Linked DNA regions of Danio rerio: region 2 is linked to region 1. Evidence: chromatin contacts called from public Hi-C data. All regions are on one chromosome and are shown on one strand. Each heading gives the region's core, a stretch centred on a gene start, on an enhancer-like site or on the middle of the called end of the contact. The rest is flanking DNA. Distances are from core to core; before and after follow the strand shown. Region 1 holds the start of meis2a (Meis homeobox 2a). Region 2 holds the start of dph6 (diphthamine biosynthesis 6).

What was found. A called contact is a pair of places that touch in the nucleus more often than the background predicts.
Region 2: a Hi-C map of hematopoietic stem cells shows a contact between it and region 1, with 2.8 times the contacts expected there. The contact joins the promoter of dph6 here to the promoter of meis2a in region 1. A contact is called at or near these places in 3 of 18 Hi-C or Micro-C datasets (caudal fin, embryo and hematopoietic stem cells) and 3 of 4 datasets of contacts at active chromatin or transcription factors (embryo, gastrula embryo and pancreas).

Annotation. Positions count from the first base shown.
Region 1 is chr17:58,953,766-58,958,599 of GRCz12tu, forward strand. It overlaps meis2a (Meis homeobox 2a), which reads left to right and starts at 2,501. Exons shown (of 13, transcript NM_131896.1): 1 at 2,501-2,648; 2 at 2,923-3,143; 3 at 3,474-3,615; 4 at 3,829-3,879; 5 at 4,361-4,411. The coding sequence starts at 2,637.
Region 2 is chr17:59,335,867-59,340,700 of GRCz12tu, forward strand. It overlaps dph6 (diphthamine biosynthesis 6), which reads left to right and starts at 2,000. Exons shown (of 8, transcript NM_001013290.2): 1 at 2,000-2,116; 2 at 2,210-2,301; 3 at 3,220-3,413. The coding sequence starts at 2,094.

The DNA of each region.
Region 1 (4,834 bases), core at 1,251-3,750:
TTATTATCTAAATCCTAATTAATTTTAAGACTAAATATTTAAAGTTGATTTAAAACGCACGAATGAAAAGCGCGAATCAAGTGTTAGTGTTGTTCTGTTGTTGTTTATTTATTTACTTATATATTTATTAAACGCATTTATAAACTACCGCCTTTTGTGACCTGTTGTTCTGTAGAAATGTGTTTATAGTGCGTCTATATTTTAATAATCACTGCAAATAACTTTACATCGGAATTATCGGATTAAATAATGAGACTTTCTTTCATGTTGAAAATGAAACTGTTTGCAAAGATACAAAAAGATCTGCCTCCGAGATGTGTTTTGCATTAAGCATCTACATTGTAATTCCTGTAATAGTTTTATTTAATTTATTTACGTTTAAAGGAAGTGCTTTTAAAAGAGGTTTTGTAGTTGAAATGCATTCCCCGACGCAGCTGGGCAGAGACATGGAGAGCTTTAACCCTAAAATGACCTCAATTTGACACCAGCAGATGAAATTTTACCGTCTGTTAATGCCATCTTTTAGGTGGACCCCTGTTCAAAACACTTATTTACAGCTTTTAAATAGATTATTTTAAAATCAATATAGTATTTATTTTTAATGTAACTGAAATAAGAGGCGGGTTTGATATTTCCCATATCTATTTTGAAAGTAAAAGCGTGTTTTATAAACTGTATATATATTTTTTGAGTGTGTGACACAATTAGCCTAGATGTTGTCTCGGAAAAGGTGTTTTTTTTTAAATAGCGGAGAATCAGTGTAATAAAAACCGAAATGTGCGCACTTTCGTAGGCATGAAAAAGTATTATTTCACTTGTTGGAAAGCATGCACAACATTTAATAGTTCTTGTAAATTATATTTACATTTATTATAGCTGTACTTATTTAGAATTGTACTTATTTTTAAAGTTGTTGAAATAATAATAATAATAATAATAATAATAATAACAATAATAATAATACATAAATAAATGATCATAAAGCATTTTTTATATATAATTTCCAGAAGAGGTTGTGTGGTTGAGCAGAATGCGCCGCGCTCGTCCTCAGCTTTCTGTGTGTTTGCGTTGGACTTACCGCGTGCGTTTCTCCGGTCGTCCTCGCGCTAAAGCAGTGGTCAGACATGCACGCGTTCTGTGTCCACTGCAGTCGCTATTGCACAGTGAACCCGTGCACTTTCTCCCCGTGCATGCTCTTCCCTCCCCTCTGTCATAAACAGAGTTCAGTTGTTGCATTTACGAAAATCCTCTTTTTAATTGCCGGCTTGATTAAAAAGTCGAGGCGTCGGCTTTTGTGCTGACCTCTCTGCCGCCGAGCTCTGCTCCACTAACCCGCAAATTGTTAATTTGGACAACAAAACAAGCGCTAAATGTAGACATTTATGCATAAACGCGGATCGATAGGATGATGATGATGTCACGCGCGCGCGGCGATATGCACACGCAGGCTGGCTATATGATCATTGATGAGGAGCGGTGTTTTAAGGGTCTGTTTGTGGTGTTTAGGGGCCATCTGTAGCACAATCAATATCATCGCTCCTCCTCTGAAACTTCAGAGTTCCTAATGATTGATGATCTCTTTGATAATTGAGGAGCGCGCGCGGCTCGCGTTTCAATTTTTGTGACTAAAGACATTCCCGAGGAGTTGATGCAGCTTTGGAAAAGTTTAGTTGTCTAGATAAAAAAGAGGGGGGGGGGGGGTGGCTCGTTGTGAGTGTGACACTTGATATCTAGCTGCAGTTGTAGTTTTAAAACGCGCAAAGTGCGCAAGACTTTGTTTTCTCCAGGCGCAATAACAGCGCAGTTTTAATAACGCGTTGGCCGCCTGCCCAGCGCACTGTCGCGTCTTTTTCTGAGCGCGTTTTCTGTGAGTGGGATTTTGTGCGTGGCTCCCCCCTCGCGCACTGGACGCTCGCCTCTCGCGCAGGCTTTGGCGTGGAGCTCGTGCAGGACTGGCTGTGCTCAGCGCCACTTCCGGCTTCCGTCATTTCATTCTCCCGCCGATGCGCGCAGCTCAACTCACTGTGTTCTATAAGCGAGCGAGCGGCCGACCTGCCAACACTCACTGACACTCACTCATCTCCGACCGCGCACGAGACCGCCGCATTTCTCTTTTCAAAAACTCTTCTCTTTTTCCCTCTTTTTTCCTCGTCTAAATCCTCCTCGCTACACTCCAGCAGTGGTAGTGGTAGTAATAAAACAAGAAAGCGGACCGGAGGCATAAAGGAGACAGGGACTTGTGGGATGAAAACGGGGCTCTAAAAAGATTCATCCTCTCCCGAACATCATCACCAACCATCATTCATTCATTACCTTGACAACCTCTGGCTTTGATTGACAGCTGGAGTGGCAAAAAGCCATGAGACACGACAGTTTAGTTACATGCAGGTTGTTGATGGGCCGGCTGTAACCTTCAGTTTGGTGCTTGACTTTTTTTTTCCCTTTCTTTTCTGGGGGGCAAAGAGGAAAAGAAGAATAATTGCAAAACTCTTCCCGATGCCCGCGCTCGTCCGTGTTGGAGAATAGGAGAGAATTCGGCTCGAAAAAGGGGGCATCTTTGCGGCGCATGAGTTTGTGAGCGGACTGGGAAATTAAATCTACGACACAGATCCAGAGGTTTATTGGAGCGCAGGCTGATGGCGCAAAGGGTAGGTTTAAAATCTCCAACACTCACCTCCACCAATGCACTATCTATCACAGGCCTCGACTGTCGCCGCACGCGCAAAACTACTTGAGCCTGACGCACTTTGCTGGGAATATCCTGAGCTCCGGGCTCCTGCTTTTGCTCGCTGCGCTTTTACAACTTCAACATGTTTTTGGTAATTACGGGCAAACTGCACGACTTTCCTCGCGTTTTCGCACACTTTCGCTTCTTTGTCTCCTTTTTTCTGTGCTCTTGCTGACTTTCTGCTTCTCTTGCAGTACGATGAGCTGGCTCACTACGGCGGCATGGACGGGGTCGGGATGTACGGGGATCCACACGCGCCTCGGCCGCTCCCGCAGGTCCACCATCTGAACCACGGACCGCCGCTCCACGCCAGCCAGCATTACGGCACACATGCCCCCCATCCCAATGTCATGCCCACCAGCATGGGCTCAGCTGTCAACGACGTGTTAAAGAGGGATAAAGATCAAATTTACGGGTGAGTTCCGCATTAAAATCGGATCCGCGGACTCCAGAGCCGCTTCGATTTCTGCTAACGTTTTCCCCGCAGCTTCGAGGAACTTTTCTCCTCGGGATTTTGGGAGCGAATCCACGCTTTGGACTTTGATTTATTTCAGAATCGCCTCAACAAACTTTTATTCGCTTTAAGTTCAAATCTGCTCAGATCGCCAAACCCCGACGCGATTTCGAGACTTCCGAGTTCTGCAGAATTATTACTGATTGTTTCGCGTGTCTGTTTTTGCTCATTATTGCTCTGTGCATTGACATGGCTGAGATCTAAAAGGCTGGCGTGTTGTTGTTTCTGCAGCCATCCTCTGTTTCCTCTCCTGGCTCTGGTCTTCGAGAAGTGCGAGCTGGCCACATGCACTCCCCGCGAGCCCGGGGTGGCCGGCGGAGACGTCTGCTCCTCGGACTCCTTCAACGAGGACATCGCTGTCTTCGCCAAACAGGTCCATACGCGCTGCAACACTTCCACCCGAAGACTTTCTGTTTTGTTTACACTTGGAAGTTCTAAGTAGCCGCATTAAATCGGCGCTTTTTCTACACTTAAACCAGATTAGCAACGATTTGAATTTTAATGCATAATTAAAATCTTACTATTGAATTGCTGCACATCGATTGCTATTAACCTCCATTCCCGTGTGTGTGTGTGTGTGTTTTAGGTCCGCGCTGAAAAACCTTTATTTTCTTCGAATCCAGAATTGGATAATTTGGTAAGGACACAAATCAGACTGTCTTTAAGAAGAGACTATCTTTAGTATTTTTTTTATTATTTTCTTTCGTCGGATTTGGAGATAGTAAAAGCAAATACGAGGATTTTTGATGTGTGACAGGATTGTTTGAAGTGGGACCCTCACAGCGGTCTGGAGTGGGGAATATTAGTGTGAAATAAGTCACTCATTATGGGGTTGATATCACCGTTAACACTTTCACGCAGGCCAGTTAATATAGCGGCGATTTATTTAACATCCAAAAATAATTGCTTGTTATTTCTCCGCCACATTACTGATTATTTTTAACATTACTTATTTTTATGTCATTTTATTTTTGGGGTTGGATAAGTTTGTGCACTGTAATATAACGCAACGAATATTAAAAATTAAAATGCATGTTCAAAATAAAAAATAAATAATTAAATGTAAATTTCAAATGCAAAGAATTGACACGGCTAACAGCTTGGGTTTCTCTCCACAGATGATACAAGCCATACAAGTATTACGGTTTCATCTTTTGGAGTTAGAAAAGGTAATCATTTAATTATTTGGATTTATGTGTTTTCAGAAATATTTCCGGCGAATTTACTGTGATTTTGTGGTGTGTTTTATTTTAATTGAACGATTCAGATGTTATATTTTGATGCTCAAATTCAATTATAATCTTGGACAAATTTAGATTGCTATTAAAACCATGTTAAAATTATCTTTGATTTTAAAATAATATATAATATATAATAATTCGTATTTATTAAATTAATTTATTTTTATACTTTCTGCTAAATTATGTCCAGCGCGTTCATATGTCTTATTGTCAAGCTGTAGTGTTTGTTTTTGTCGATTAACTTGTTGCTGGAGTCTCAGGAGAATAATAAGCATTGCTACAATTTCTCTATTGTTTCCCCGTCTTTACTCACGATGTCCTTTAATTGTGCTTATTTCTGGAGCGGCTACT
Region 2 (4,834 bases), core at 750-3,249, 380 kb after region 1:
GTGTTCAGGGCCGCAACACACAGTCTCTTTCAATACTCACACACCAGACAGAATGTGTAGCCGTCGGCCAGCTCAGGGGAACCAACAACACACACACACACACACACACACACACACACACACACACACACACACACACACACACACACACACACACACACACATTCAACAGCACACAAACAAACACACTAATACACAGAACATACAAGAACACACCACACACACACACACACACACAGCGAGACCGTAACACTACTTTACACCAACACAAACAGGCCTCATTCTTATGTCATGATCATTTGTTTATCTGAGCAACTGGACAAACATTTTACTGATTATTTTGTCAATTAATCAATTCATCATCAAACTACTCTAATCAACTGGATCGATTAATCAATCCATCCATCCATCCCTGCAACCATCCATCATTAATCAATCAGTTCATTCATCCATTAATCCATTCATCAATCAAATAACCAACCAAATCAAGTCAAATCAACCAAATCAATCAATCAATCAATCAATCAATCAATCATCCATCCAACCAACTAAATCAATTAACCAAACAACCAAGCAACCAATCAAATCAACCAACCAACCAACCAACCTATCAATCAATCAATCAATCAATCAATCAATCAATCAACTAACACACCAACGAACCAATCAATCAATCAATCAACCAATCAATCATATAATTAACCAAATAAGTCAACCAACCAACCAATCAAAACAACCAAGCAGCCAATCAATCAATCAACCAACCAACACACCAATCAACACGCCAACCAATCAACCAATCAATCAATCAATCAACCAACACGCCAACCAATCAATCAATCAATCAACCAACACGCCAACCAATCAACCAATCAATCAATCAACCAACTAATCAACCAATCAAATCAATCAACCAATTAATCAATCAATCAATCAACCAAACAACTGACCAACCAATCGATCAATCAACCAATTAATCAATCAATCAATCAGTCTTTCAGTATGACCGTTGCATGTTATAAGCACAATAACTATGCCAGCTGAAAAATCCAGCTTAAACCAGCCTAAGCTGGTTGGCTGGTTTTAGCTGGTCGACCAGGCTGGTTTTAGAGGTGTTTTGGCCACTTCCAGGCTGGTTTCCAGCCATTTCCAGCCTGGTCTTAGCTGGTCAGGCTGGGAGATGACCAGCTAAAACCAGCTTGACCAGCATAGCCAAGCTGGGAGTCCAGCCAAAACCAGCTATATCCAGCTTAAACCAGGCTGGTCAAGCTGGTTTTAGCTGGATTTGGCTGATCATTTTCCAGCCTGACCAGCTAGGACCAGGCTGGAAATGGCTGGAAACCAGCCTGGAAATGGCCAAAACCCCTCTAAAACCAGCCTGGTCGACCAGCTAAAACCAGCCAACCAGCCTAGGCTGGTTTAAGCTGGATTTTTCAGCAGGGTATGCGTCCCTCTGTCCCTCATTATTAGACAACCCAGAGTTCTCAAAGTTTTGATCAGGTTTACTTCCAGCTGCTTTCACAGGTTCAGTTCTGCAGTCAGCGGATGTTAGAAACATTAGCATAACACAGTATTTACACAGTGTTTATGACATTTTGAATTAAAATGTTTAGAGCACATTCAAAACTAACAAGCAGGCTTTCTGAACATTGAGAGTTTAGCTTGCAGAAATGGTGTTTTGCAAACTCAGTGGAAATGTTTGACCTTATTTTCCCTCATTAACATGTGGAGAATCAAGACCAAACCCAAAACAGGCTTATTATTCCAAATAAGCAGAGTTGATCTCTTGTTTTGGGTAATTTAAGGTCAAAATAAGAAACAAAAAGTGTTGTGTTTTATTTAATAGAGACTCTAGATTGATGTCTTCATAAAACATCTCTATTTTCACAAGTTTCAAAGAGGTTTAAGCCAGCCCGTGAGTGCAGAGATTAGCGGGAGAGTTTCACTCAGGCGGATCGTCGGACAGCCTCCTGCAGGGGTCCTTCAGTCTCCCGGAAGCGCGGCAGTGTTTACAGCGGTGTGGAGCAGCACGTGTGTGTATTTGTGTGTGTGTTTTGAGCTCAAACTTACCGGTTTTGCAGACGGTGAACATCATGAGGGTGGTCGGGCTCATCAGGTAACGGGACACGGCGATCAACACACAAACAGATAATAAAGTGAACTGACAGCATGTGTTTATACGTGTGTGTGATTATGTGTGTGTGTGCAGTGGCGGCAAGGACAGCTGCTTTAACATGCTGCAGTGTGTGTCTGCCGGACACTCTATAGTCGCTCTGGCAAACCTCAGACCTGCAGACCACGGTGAGGAGAACGAACACACACACACACACACACACACATATATGTATATATATATATATATATATATATATATATATATATATATATATATATATATATAACACCAGCCTCCTCCTCCTTCTCATCATCATACAATGGGGTTTATAACTAATAAAGACACGTCATTGTAAATACTTGTAAACACAAGTGACAGCCACGTGGCGTCGGCGCAGACAACATTTCTAACCGGCATGCATCGATTTAAGACAATCGATCTGAGCAGCTGCAAGAAGTCGGAACACACCTATTAACAGCCTAACAGACTCCTCCTACTCACAATTTCAGTTTGATGTCATAGCGATGACAGCTGGAGGGGCGTGGTCGAGGCGTAGCAACCTGGGGGGTCAGGGGCGTGGCTGTCCCCCTCACTTTTAGAGACAGACCATTCAGAAACAGGTGATTGAGAATACAGCTGGCCCTCCCACTTTTAAAATGTCCACTCCCCTGGGCGTGGTTAAATATGTTAGCCACGCCCACTACCTAAGAAATATGGTACAGTCTAGATGGGATACACGGCCGGCCGGAAGTGCAGTATGCACATCAATATAGCAGCATTTGTTTATGACGCTGTATATCCATAATTAATATGTTTACAGTACTGTGACATGTGGGTGGAGGTCGACATTGATAAAATCATCATATTTTTGTAATTGATATTTAATATAATGATATTTTTAATGCCCTACACAGATGAACACTCCTCCTTTTTACTCCAGCACTATATTCTCTGAGCTCTGACAGTCCCTCTGTATATTGAGCTCTTGTTGTTGTGTACTGCCTCTGCTTGTTGAATCGCTGAATGCCTCCTCAACTGTAATTGGCCAGAAGCGTGCGCTGAATGACTGAGTGTAGGTGACATCTGCTTGTGTTGTGTGTCAGCGGCTTCAGATGAGCTGGACAGCTACATGTACCAGACTGTGGGTCATCAGGCTGTGGATCTGATAGCAGAGGCCATGGGTTTGCCGCTCTACAGGCGCACTATTGAGGGCTCGAGTGTGCATATCGACAGAGAGTACAGCCCCACTGATGGAGACGAGGTGGAGGATCTCTATCAGCTGCTCAAACACGTCAAGGTAAAACCAGCGTGAGAGAGTGTGTGTGTGTGTGTGTGCTTTATTGTTAACTTGGTTTTGCAGTGATTGCATCAAGTTTGTGAATTTTATACGTTCGCCGGCCACTTTATTAGGTACACCTGACTAGTATCGGGTCGAACCCCCTTTTGCCTTCAGAACTGTCTTAATCCTCGGTGTTGTAGATTCATCAAGCTGCTGGAAATATTCCTCAGAGACTCCATATTGTCATGATAGCATCACACAGTTGCTGCAGATTTGTCGGCTGCACATCCATGATGCCAATCTCCCGTTCCACCACATCTCCACCACATATTTCCTCTGTGTCGGAGCATTCTCTGTAAAGCCTAGAGATGGTTGTGCGTGAAAATCCCAGTAGATTTCCCAGCAGTTTCTAAAAATACTCAGAGCAGCCCGTCTGGCTGCAACAACCATGCCACGCTCAGAGTCACTTAAATCACCTTTCTTTCCCATTCTGATGCTCACTCTGACCTGCAGCAGATCCTCTTGATCATGTCTACATGCCTAAATGCAGTGATCTGCTGCCCTGTGATTGGCTGATTAGAAATGTGCGTTAACAGGCAGTTGTACCTAATAAAGTGGCCACTAAGTGTATGTTTATTATATTTTTTGTCAGTATTTTCTTTTCTATATCTCTTTACATATTATGCAAATAGATATACAATTATATTTCATTATTTCAGTTTTATTGACTGTTTTGATTCTTTGTGGGGGATTTCTGCTGTGATATAATTTGTTTATCAAACGGTTGTAATTAAGTGAAAATGTAAAATATTAATTGTAAACTGTAATTAACATTTCCACTGCTACTCTTATTTGTTTGTTAGAGTGCTGCTAAACTGGTTTACAGCGAATAAACTCATCAAACAGTGATGTTTCTGTGATATTCCTTAAAAATACACAAAATAATTACGTGAATAATGTTTCACAATTTTTGATGAAATCACTGCAACAACAAGTTAAAACAAATGAACAAAATGCTTAAATGATGATTAAATAAAATACTAATAGATATACATAAGGGAAATATTGAAAAACATATATGCAATAAACATAAAATAATTATATGAATAACATTTTACAATTTTGACAAAATCCCTGTAAGAACAAGTTAATACAAACCCAAAAGATAATAATCATGATTAAATAATGTGTATAAATTTAAACAAGGGAAATATTGAAAAATATATATAATAAATATATAAAATAATTACATGATAACGTTTCACAATTTTGAGGAAATCACTGCAACAAGTTAAAACAAATTAATCACTTTATTAAATCAAATGTATATACAGTGCTCAGCCTATTGAGTTCAGCCCATTTGAAAATTATTATTTTCCTCCATTTCTCAGTGTATTTTGATGCATTTGAACAAAACAAATTTAATAAACAGATATATT